Regions from separate parts of the Mus musculus genome. Here regions 2 and 3 are each linked to region 1. The links are chromatin contacts, called in public promoter capture Hi-C maps. All regions are on one chromosome and are shown on one strand. The core of a region is the stretch at or near the end of the contact, and the rest is flanking DNA. Distances in the headings are between cores, read along the strand shown. Region 1 holds the start of Glis1 (GLIS family zinc finger 1). Region 2 has its middle 14 kb from the start of Dmrtb1. Region 3 has its middle 27 kb from the start of Gm52673.

Region 1 (3,543 bases), core at 442-2,941:
GACCTTCCAGCTTTCTTGCTTCTTTGACGCATGAGGCAGAAACTAAGTAGGGCTATTTGTCTAAAGCCACAGACCTGTTGGCCAGAGCCAGGGTCCACACTTTAGAATTGAGGGTGGGGTGGGAGGGGGAGGTTCAAGTTCTGGGCGGGCAGTTGGTCAGTTTCCTCCTTTCTACTCATATCCACTCTGCCCTAAAGTGACAGTCCTCAATGACAAGTCTCCAGAAAGAGGCAAGGCCTCTGAGATGCCCATAACAGCTCATCGCCTGCACAGGTCGGCTGACACCTGCTCTTGGTAATAATGGGAGGAAGACACTGGCGTGGGAGTCGGAAGCCTGCGCTGCCACACCCTACCTACCTTGTTGCTTCTGGCCATGAATGTGGGGGTGGTGTTAAGTAAAATGTCAAGGTACTTCCAATTCCTTCTGCTGTTTCTAAGTCTCCAAACAAATAAGGTATAGGAAATTAAATCTTTTTTTAAAAAACTTTTTTTTTTCTTCCGAGACAGGGTTTCTCTGTATAGCCCTGGCTGTCCTGGAACTCACTTTGTAGACCAGGCTGGCCTCGAACTCAGAAATCCGCCTGCTGGGATTAAAGGCGTGTGCCAGCATGCCTGGCAAATCTTAACTTTTTGTGACTGGAAAAAAAAAATCTTTGTTTTGTTAAGATGCTGGGAAACTGCTTGGGTTGTCTTCCTGTGTGGAACCCCAGTCTGTGAACCAGGCCGGTTGCAGAAACACACTTCCACAGTTTAAGACTAAGGTCCTCTATTCTCAAACATTTTGTGCATAGTGGGAGATGTTGACAGCATGCAGAGACATTTTGGGGCTACCCTAGATCCTTCAGTAGACCCCAGAAAATCGGTCAGAGACATGAACGAACACCCCATTTTGCACGCTTCAGGGATGGGGGCTGACCCATTGCTTCTAGTCACTATGAAGCCTCATCAAGGGCTCTTCCTACAGTTGAGACCCTGCTGCCTGGAGCGCGGAGGACATGGCAAGGAATGGGTACAGGAGAACGCGGAGCTCCTCTCTCGTCTGGATGAACCCTTTCTAGAAAACAACACGAAAGTAAAGTGAGAAAGTGGGCTGAGGCCTGGGTTCAGATGACAAAGGCCAGCTTTGCTATGACTTGCAGTGAAATCTGTGCCACTTGAAGTGAGCTGGTTAGAGTCTGCAAAACCAAAACAACTTGTCAAGCACTTCTGTATTTGTTACCTCCGCTTAGCAGGTACCGCCATTCCCATTTACCCGGGAGAAAACGCGACCCGGGGAGGAGCAGAATCCCGCCGGGGAGCAGAGGAAGCCGGGTTGTGCTGGCTCTGCCTTCGGCTGGCCTCCTCCTCTGGCAGCCGCAGAGTCCGGCGGCGTCCCGGCAGCCGGCGTGCAGGGCTCCGGCCGCTGTCAAAACCTCAGCCTGGGCGCGCGCCGCCCCGCCCAGGCCCCCAGGCGAGCGGCACGCCCTCGAGCCGCCATTGGCTTGGTCCGGCAGCCCCCAAGAGTCGCGGCCCGAGCGGCTGTGGGCAGCAGCGGGCCGCCCCGCCCCCGGGGTGTCGCCCCGTAGGACGCGGCGGCCGTGGCGGTGGCGGCGGCGGCTGCGGGGGCTGCGGCGCCAGAGGAGGCGCGCCGTGCTGTGTGCCCCGCGAGCCGCTGCGCCCGCGGCGAGGTGAGAAGGGGCGCGGCCGGCGCCGGGGACCCAGTGGCGTCCGAATCCGGGAGCTCTGGGGTGGCGCGGGGCTCGCCGAGGGGCGAGGCGAATTTGGGGGCCCTGAGGCCTCGCTCTCGCGGGAATGATGCTGGAAATGATGCTGAGGCTCCGGCGTGAGACTTGCGGCTGCCGGCGGAGCGGAGTGTGAGCCGGTGAATGGGGTGTGTGGCATGGCTGGTCTCGGAGGGCGCATCGACGGGTCGCGAGTGTGCGTGCGAGCCGGCGTGCGTGGGCGACTCTGGCTGTGCGGGCTCCCGGGCGCCGGGGCTCCTGGATTTACGGCTCTCGAGTGCGCTTTGTGGGCTCGCGCAGTGGGCGTGCGCGCTCATCCTCAGCCCGGTGTCTGGCTAGTGGCGGGGCTCGCGGAAATTCTGCGTCTGCACCCGGCGGCGGTGCGTGTTCAGTGCCTGGGCTCTGCTCAGCCCGCCCCGGGGCACCTAGAGGTGCGCAGCCAGGGACCCATCTGAGTCTTTCCCTGCTCCCCTGTGACCCTGCTCTGGGAGTCAGGCTGCTGCCCTCTCCCTGTCCCTTTAGGGAATTCCGGACAGGAACTCCCATCCCATCCTAGTTTACTGCCCTCTCCCTGTCCCTTTAGGGAACTCCCATCCTATCCTTGGTCTTAGTTTTGCCATTCGTCTGAAGAGGGCTGACCCTGGGTGGAAGCGGATTAGGGTGGGAGGGCGCAGGGGATTCTCCGGAACGTGCGGGCCTAGGGCGACGGCAGCGAAAGCGGGACGACCACGGTGCGCGGGGTCAGGTGGCTCAGGGAATGGGGTCGGTGTGGTGACGCTAACTTTTTTTTTTTTTTTGAGATCAGGACTAAATAGAACGTGACTGCCCAAACTGTGATCTAGGGATGGAGTTTCCCGCTTTCTAAAGCTCGGTGCTTTCTTCCCTCCGCAGGAGCCTGGCGCGACCCCCAGCCGTGCGCCCCGCCCCGGCGCCATGCATTGCGAGGTGGCCGAGGCACTTTCGGACAAGAGGCCAAAGGAGGCCCCTGGTGCTCCTGGCCAGGGCCGCGGGCCTGTCAGCCTGGGAGCGCACATGGCCTTCAGGATTGCTGTGAGTGGTGGCGGCTGCGGGGACGGGAACCCGCTAGACCTGCTGCCTCGGCTACCGGTGCCACCACCACGTGCCCACGATCTCCTTCGGCCCCGGAGCCCTCGAGACTATGGTGTGTCCAAGACCGGCAGCGGGAAGGGTGAGTTCCACCGCACCAGTGTGCTGACCGCGGGCATGCTGAGGTCAGGTCTGTGGTACCGGTGTCTCTGCCACCGGCTCTGTAGGGATTCTAGAACTTCATGGAACTTCCTTAAGAGTTCCTTAATGTCTCAGTATCTCTGTAGTTGATTGGGACTCGCCTGTCAGTCTGAACTGATGCCTGGAAGCATCCAATTTAAACCAAATAGGCATGTTTGAGAAGGAGATGTGTATGTAGAAAGCTTACATTACATAATTTTGCTTCTATATGTTTCTGATGAAAGTCGTGTGAAATGTCAAAATTTTATTGTACATTAGTATCTAGTAATTTTTTCTAAGCAACGGAAGGCATATTTTGAACTATCACAGTCTCTCTAAGAAAGGAAGGAAGGAAGAAAGAAAGAAAAGACAAAACCAAATGGAGGATTTTAGTAGGACCTCTTCCTTAGGAACCTCAGTTTTCTCATCGGTCAAATTAGGAACTTATTATGCCAAATGATTTTTCTGACTCCTGACTTAAGTTCTTTTGAGCCTGTAATCTGGGTTGGGTCAAGTGTTGACTTAGAAGTGACTTTTCTGTGCTTGGTGAAGCCAAGGCAGGCCCAGAACCCGCTATGGGCAAATTCAGGGACAG
Region 2 (3,543 bases), core at 770-3,269, 240 kb after region 1:
CTCTCACATGACTCTAGATTGTTTTGAGTTGACAGCTGAAGCTAACTGTCTCAGTTTGGGTTACTATTGATATGATGAAACACCACGATCAAAGGCAAGCTGGGGAGGAAAGGGTTTATGTGGCTTTCTCATCATAGTCCATCACTGAAGGAAGTCAGGACAGGAACTCAAGCGTGGCTGGAACCTGAAGGCAGGAGCTGATGTAGAGGCCATGGAGGGGTGCTGCTTACTCTCTCAATCATTCATCATGGCTTCGTCAGCCTGCTTTCTTATAGAGTCTAGGACAACCAGCCAGGGATAGCACTGCCCACAGTGGGCTGGGCCCTCCTCATCAAACACTAATTAAGAAAATGCCCTACATACAACTAGATCTTAAAAAGGCATTTTTTTCAACTGAGATACCCTCCTTTCAAATTACTCTAGCTGGTATCAAATTGACACAAAAGTAGCCACTACACTAAGACAAGGAACTTAGAACAAAGAACTTCAGTTAGAAGGGAGGGTCTAGAACCCATGTGATGCCCCCACACAGAGGGAGGCAGACTAGGCACAAGGTAGAAATTAGTAAGGAAGGTGTCAGCTGAAGGCCTTGAGCTGTGGTTCCCAGACCCTTTTAACATCATTCCTTTTGTTGTGGTGATCCTCAGCCTTAAAACTATTTTCATTGCTACATCATAATTATAATTTTGCTACTGTTATGAATCACAATGTAAAACCTGAGCTTTCCAATGGTCTTAGGTGAGACTGTGAAAGAGTTCTTTGATGCCCCCATTGGGGTCATAACCCAGGGGTTGAGAACCATTGGCAGGAGTGAATATATGCAAATGGGGTTAGAAGGCCGAAGGAGAGGAAACAGAACAATATTGTAGGTAGCCCCAATGTGTCACCTGCCAGGAACCCGAGAGGAGGCTGAAACAACAGCCTCTTGGGGAGAGACAGTACACCTAGCAGCAAGAAGATCTGGGCTGACTCCTGCAGTGTGGAGGCAGCAGGGAGGGTCAAGAGGCCTGGAGACATCTAGGAAGTCCCTAGTACAACAGGGGCCAAGCTTCAAGGACTATCTGTCATGGTCAGCAGGACAGGGTCGAAAAGGGCTCTGTGGCCAGCATGAGAGTAGAGAGGAGGAAAGAGTTTTCTGTGGAGGATAGCTCAGACCTAAGTAATAGGAAGCTGGTGCCGGTGAGAAACATCCATCTTGTCTTAAGAGCCCAGCACAAAGCCTGACACACTGTAGACGCCCAAATAATGTACTGACGCTGTAGATGGAGCTCAGGCCCTGTCTGCTGTTGCAGATGGTGGCTGACATCACTCCATGACTGATGTGAATACGCCATGGTAGTAAAAAGAAATCACTCCAATTTGAGGAGAAAAAAAATGTCTAAGAGCCAGATGTAGAAAAACACTGACTTAATTAGTGGCTGACAACTGGAGTGGCAAGTTTCAAACCCAGGTACACTTCGCTCATCAGAGGGAGGTGCGAGGATCTCTCCGTTCCTTGAGGGCAGCTGTTGCAGGGCGTACTGGATAACACTGGGAGACAACTCAGTGCTTGCTGGGTAACCAGACTGTACCTGGAAATGATGGTCTGTGAATGTGGGAGATCGGCCAGGTCAAGTCTATACCAAGTGTCCCGATGAATCTGCTGCCAAGAGGAAGTAAAGAGAAAGAGAAAACAGAAGGGGGAATGAAAAAGTGGAGGGATGGAGAGAGGAGAAGGGAAGGAGAGAGGGAGGAGAGGGGGAGGGGAGGGAGCGAGAGGAAGAGAGGAGAGGAGGAGAGAGGGGGGAAAGAGGGATAGAAGGGGAGAGGGAAAGAGGGAGAGAGAGAGAGGGAGAGACAGAGCACCAGCAAACAGATTTTCTGATTCTCATTTTTAAAAGAAAAAGATGAAGAAAAACCACCACCCAGCAGCTAATTGTTCACAGGCCGGTGCCTGTGCTAGCTCAAATGCAAAGGCTGACATGATAAAATGTTAGCATCTTGCGATCTGCTGTTAATAAAATGTAGCACAAAGGCACAGAGGGGTTTTACATCTGCTAGCAGGATGCTGCACAGCTTGGGACGCCTCTGCAGGCCACCTACCCCATGGCTGGCTCCAATGCTCAGCAGTAGAACCCAGTGCTGGGCTCAGTGAGGCTGTGTGAAGGGAGGGTTCAAAGTTCCAAGAAGGAGAGTTGGGACTGGGGACGCGGGCTTGCCTAGATTCCCTCTGGAGATCAGACTGGCTGGCTACCCATCCCTGGCCAAGGGTTGCTGGGGGCAAAGGGCCAGCACAGTGGCCCTCCCAGGAGAAAGTTTTAAGAAATTATCAGTAAAAACAAAAGATCAGAAACTAGTAGGAGGCTGGCTGCCCACACTGAGTAATTTCTATTCAATAAAATACCACACGGACAATAAGAATGAAGTTCCCTAAGTTCAGGTGCAGATGGAGACGGGGAGAATGAAGGGCTCTGCAGAGAAGATGTCTTGTTCGTCACTAGCTTCTCCCTGTCATCCACTGCTTTCTTCAGTGATGCAAGTAGGTCGAAAGTCTAAGATGAGTGAAGTATGACCCGGTCACGAATAGAAATCAGATATTCTTAGATCACCTTACACTGTTGGGAATATCCGAGGGGCTCAGTTACAGCCGCACTTTTAAGCTATAAATCGGGGCCACTGCTAAGCCTGGCTACTTGGTATTAGTCCAGAAGTACATGTAGGTTGGTCTTTATTTTGACAGGTGTATGAAACGTCACTGATTTCCTCCATAACCTCTTGGTTGATTTTTTTCCATGAGTGTTGCTGTGAGAGGGACTTTGTCAATGGCCTCACCAACTGACAGAGCCCGGTGACACAGAATGACAAAATCAGTGTCAGTCATCTACTGCTGTGCCAGGTCAAGAAACAGATCCCAGTTGGGTGTGGTGGCACGTACCTGCAACCCCGGAACTTTGGAGAAGGTCATAGGAGGAACAGGAGTCCAAGGTCTGGATAGTGAGTTTGAGGTCAACCTGGGCTACATGAGACTCTGTCTTCAAAATGGGAGAAAGAAAAGTGTGGGAGATGTGAATAGCAATGTATCTGCCTGGAGCAGAACACAGAACCCCAAACAGCCCCTCAGAAATATACTTGGTTGGTTTTCCACAAAGGTGCAAAGTATCATGGAAGAAACTAGAGCCACTAGGCACCCACGCGTCCCGAACTGGTCCTTGTCCCTCCACTAAATGAACAAATTGGGCGAGCACAGCAGTTTTGGCGCGGTATTACCCCATTGCTCTCCACAATACTGTGGGTGGGAAGGCGGCCAGTGGTGCGTAAGATCCCTGTGCTATCTCTCACAACTGCAGTGACCCTGCAGTTATCTTTAAAGGTTTTCTCCAGAAAAACCTTGTGTGCATTCAAATCATGCCCGAGTCGAGACAAGAGGGAGGTCTGTGAGGGGAACAAGGAGGAGAGTAACACAGGTGGGGGCGAATCCCGTTCCTAACACACACGTTTATTACCAATTGTGTAGTTTTAGCTGTTACCTACATTTATAATTGACCATTTTTAAAGTGGCCTGGA
Region 3 (3,543 bases), core at 350-2,849, 220 kb after region 1:
GCATGTAATCAATCACTCTGAGCAAGAAAGGCATAGAATAAGACTCAGCAAAGCTAAGTGTCCTGCGGTGGACAAGTCCAGACAGGAACTGAGTCAAGCTCAGCGACGCCCAGTGACAGCAGGGATGCTCTCAGGAACCGACCGTGTGAGGACGCGCTGTAAGCACACTCAGACTTCAGAGCCAGCTGGCTCCACCCTCCAGTGCTGGAAAGAGTTTAAACCGTTCGGTCCTGTTCACTTCTGTGGAGTTAGCAGAGCGCAGGAGAGACAGATGACCACGATTTGCGTGTGTTTGATCCTAAGGCTTTTACTTTCAAAGAGAGGAAAAAATACGGGACCAAGGGAACTTCTTCTCATTGACCGTGAATTCTCAGGCCACAGAGCAGTGGAGACGATTTCCATAACGTTCCACCTCACTCGACACACATTTCCCAGCAGCCTTTGATGCTTCAGTGAAGAGGTCCCCAAGTGCCACCCCACTCCCCACATTTGCCCTGTAGCCTCAGCTCCTACACCCCCTCCAATCTGCACTCCTCAGAACAGGTCGGGAGGGATATTTGGGGGGGCGTATATTGAAGGTACCAGGATTCCTGTTAGTGTACACACACACACACACACAAGCTCATCAACCATTGGTCCTCCTAAGCTGGTAGGAGTTATATATCCCTGTTAAGTGGTATAAAGTTCAGAAGCCCAAGCAAAGCCTTGGGTCCTGTCCCTTTTCCCTCACTAGACTATTGCTCTATGGAGCCACTGGTATTGTGTTTTATAAAAAAGAAAAAGAAGCCAGAGATATGTTTGGTGGAAGGGAGGTATGTGTGGGGGAAAGGGGTGCCTCCCTTCCCCCTGAGGAACCAGCCACATGAAGACTATATTATAGAATAGAGTTTATTTAGGGCATGGGGAGGGAAGTTGAGGGGGTAGTAGAGACAGAGAAAGGCAGACACACACACACAGAGCGAGAATGAGAGAGAGAGAGAGAGAGAGAGAGAGTATAGGTGGGCCGTGAGCATGTGGGGGGGAGGGGAATTGGGAGAGAAGGGACAGAGAGGGAAGAGGGGAAGAGAGGAAGAGCAAGAGGAAGAGTAGAGAGTGAGGAGGGGGCAAGCAGCCCCTTTTATAGTGAGTCAGACACACCTGGCTGTTGCCAGGTAGCTGCGGGGCCTAGAAGAAATGTCAACAACCAGGACCCCATTCTGATCATCCACTATAGGTTAGCACTTTCCCTCTAGTCAGGCCTGGTCCAGTATGAGCTCTAGATCCTCAGCTAGGACAGGGGGTGGTTGACTTTTGAATAAAAGAAGAGAGCAGTGAGCATTCAGCCTCCGCCACCCCCCCCCCCCCGGCGTGAGCTGCCACCCCTCACAGTGCCTTATCAGCAGGTGGACACACACCCCTTACATCAGGGCCTCTTGGGGTAACTGCTCTAAACACAAATTTCTGACCTATCTAAAGTCTCCTGGTGCTTAAAGTCCCTGCCCCAGGCTCACCGCCTTCCTCCAGGGGGCAGCAGATAGAATCAGAGTCCACCCACCTCCAGACCCAGCACTCGGCTTCCCATGCTGTGGGGGCTCATGACTGTACATCTGAAAGCACTGGCTCTGTTTCCTCTCTGTATGGTCAGGCTCCTCCTAAAACTCCTACGAGGAGTGAGGGATGGGCCAGGGTGAAACAGCAAAGTCTAAAGCATCCAGGGCACCTTACAGTTAGGAGCCCCGAGGCTGTGGGTGGGCAGTGGAGAGTGAACATACACAATTGCAGGAAGCAGAAGGTGGCAGGGCCCCGGGGGCTTCTCCCAGTCTATGTGCCTTCTGCATCCTGCTCCACCGCAGACTGGAAGCTGGAAGCAGAGGGACTACACTCAGGCAAGCCTTGGGTTGGGTCCTAGCGGCCCCTTGTGGCCATTTCTCTGGCTCTCTCCACCAGCCTGCACCTGCAGGTGGGAAGAAACCTAGGTCCAGTAAAGGCTGCCCAGGGCTGGGCTATGTGGTGAACTTGGCCAGAGGGCTGCAGCCCCTTGAGCTCACTGAGTGGCTTGGGACAAGCCTCTGAGCAGAGCCAAACCAGTAGTCAGAGAAGCTTGGACAGAAGGACCTCAGAGGACGTGGCTTGCCCTTCACAAATTCATCATATAGAGGGAAACTGAACCGTGGATCCTGGCAGGGGGCCACGTGACCTACCTTGGCATGAGCACAGAGCTGGGAGAGAGCCACTGTGTGCTGGAGAAGGGGGCTTCCAGGGCCAGAGGGGCCTGCCCCAGACTCTCATCCCTACCTGACTCCCTTCCCTGACCCCGCCACCCCCAGGTGACCCACCTTCCCTTCACTGTCTCCACTCTTCTCCCTCCCCAGAGCCTTCTTGGATGCCCGCTGCTCACCAGTCAGGTTGGGAGCAGGAGTTCACATCCTAGCCTCAGGAGATCCCCCGAAGCCCCTCTCCCTGCCTGAAATCTCTCTGCCGAGTCCGCACCACAGATGCCATTTCGAGGACCCTCCAGAGCTCGCCATGCTCGATTTCTCAGAACCAAGGTCCCTCCCATGTCCTTTGCACATAAGCTTCATCTCCTTCTTCCTCATCTGCGAGACCCCATGACAGCTGGCCACACAAACACACAACACACGCACACAGATGCACATATACATACACACACATACATATGCATGTAGACACATGCATATACATACATATGCAGATACACATATACACACGTATACATAAACACGCATACACATGCAGATACATGCACCTATAAACACATATATACATACACGTGCAGATACACATACACACACACACACACACAGTAGACTTCTTTACCACCTATTACTATTTGGCCACTTCTAACTCAAAAAATTGTTTTTGGATGGGGGTCTCATTATTAAGCTCTGGCTGTCTCAGAACTCTCTAGACCAGGCTAGCCTCAAACTCACAGAAATCTGCCTACCTCTGCCTTCTGAGTGCTGAAGCTGAAAGCATGCCCCACCATGCCTGGCCTCTTGCTCGGTTTTTAGAAGCTGGATTCACACGCACTCATGGTTCCTTCCTGGCCCACGGAAGGAGCTCTAAACTGTCTTCATTCCTAAATCCTGTGGGCACTGCACTGTCCCGCTCAGCAGCTTGCCAGAAGCACTGCCCAACTCCTGCTTGACTGCATCCCTCCCAGGATGCACCTGTCCCTGTCTATAGCTAACCCTCTACTGTCATGGGCTGGCAGGAGCATCCTTCTCAGTGTGGTGTTAGACTTAGCCCCAGGATCCAGCCCCATCCTGCCCTGCCTGATAGCTCCTCCAACTCCACATCTAAAACTCTCCCTGACCCCCAGTGTTCTTGTCTCTTGAATCAGGGACCAGGCCTTGTCATGATTCTTGGCTGAAACTCCCTCAAGAATGAACCCGGACATACCCTGAATGACACAGGGACACCAGAGCCACACAACAGATGGCACATTTTTGACCTTCCTGGTTGTCCTTCATGCTGGGTTGACAAAGTCTTCTGAAGATGGAATGGGAGAAGACATTCTGGGTCCCCCACCCCGGTTATCAA

What was found. Promoter capture Hi-C pulls out the DNA fragments that hold promoters and counts their contacts.
Region 2: a promoter capture Hi-C map of cranial neural crest shows a contact between it and region 1. The contact joins the enhancer-like site here to the promoter of Glis1 in region 1. A contact is called at or near these places in 8 of 39 promoter capture datasets (the 3T3-L1 cell line, cranial neural crest, embryonic stem cells and 4 more), 5 of 484 Hi-C or Micro-C datasets (cochlea and embryonic stem cells), 21 of 115 datasets of contacts at active chromatin or transcription factors (the NIH/3T3 cell line, a beta-TC-6 cell line, bone marrow-derived macrophages and 14 more) and 5 of 9 other capture datasets (adipose tissue, embryonic stem cells, liver and 2 more).
Region 3: a contact with region 1 is called in a promoter capture Hi-C map of hippocampal neurons, with 6 times the contacts expected there. The contact joins the enhancer-like site here to the promoter of Glis1 in region 1. A contact is called at or near these places in 21 of 39 promoter capture datasets (the 3T3-L1 cell line, 3T3-L1-derived adipocytes, the C10 cell line and 13 more), 7 of 15 datasets of contacts at CTCF or cohesin (the NIH/3T3 cell line, embryonic stem cells, hippocampal excitatory neurons and 2 more), 117 of 484 Hi-C or Micro-C datasets (the AML12 cell line, the AtT-20 cell line, B cells and 59 more), 24 of 115 datasets of contacts at active chromatin or transcription factors (the NIH/3T3 cell line, astrocytes, a beta-TC-6 cell line and 17 more) and 5 of 9 other capture datasets (adipose tissue, embryonic tail, liver and 2 more).

Annotation. Positions count from the first base shown.
Region 1 is chr4:107,433,028-107,436,570 of GRCm38.p6, forward strand. It overlaps Glis1 (GLIS family zinc finger 1), which reads left to right and starts at 1,692. Exons shown (of 11, transcript NM_147221.2): 1 at 1,692-1,870; 2 at 2,613-2,910. The coding sequence starts at 2,655. Gm46866 (Holliday junction resolvase MOC1, chloroplastic-like) reads right to left here and starts at 2,228. Exons shown (of 2, transcript XM_030253946.1): 1 at 1,253-2,228; 2 at 750-1,054. The coding sequence starts at 2,038. The coding sequence ends at 1,406.
Region 2 is chr4:107,668,917-107,672,459 of GRCm38.p6, forward strand. No RefSeq gene overlaps it. Among named protein-coding and RNA genes, the nearest start is that of Dmrtb1, 14 kb to the right of the region's middle. Within about 2 kb of position 2,020, at least 8 of the 459 cell types and tissues checked have an H3K27ac peak or open chromatin away from gene starts, as enhancers often do.
Region 3 is chr4:107,651,247-107,654,789 of GRCm38.p6, forward strand. No RefSeq gene overlaps it. Among named protein-coding and RNA genes, the nearest start is that of Gm52673, 27 kb to the left of the region's middle. Within about 2 kb of position 1,600, at least 51 of the 459 cell types and tissues checked have an H3K27ac peak or open chromatin away from gene starts, as enhancers often do. A contact at or near this core is called in the G1E-ER4 cell line, the HL-1 cell line, the MC38 cell line and 13 more, where this site is marked.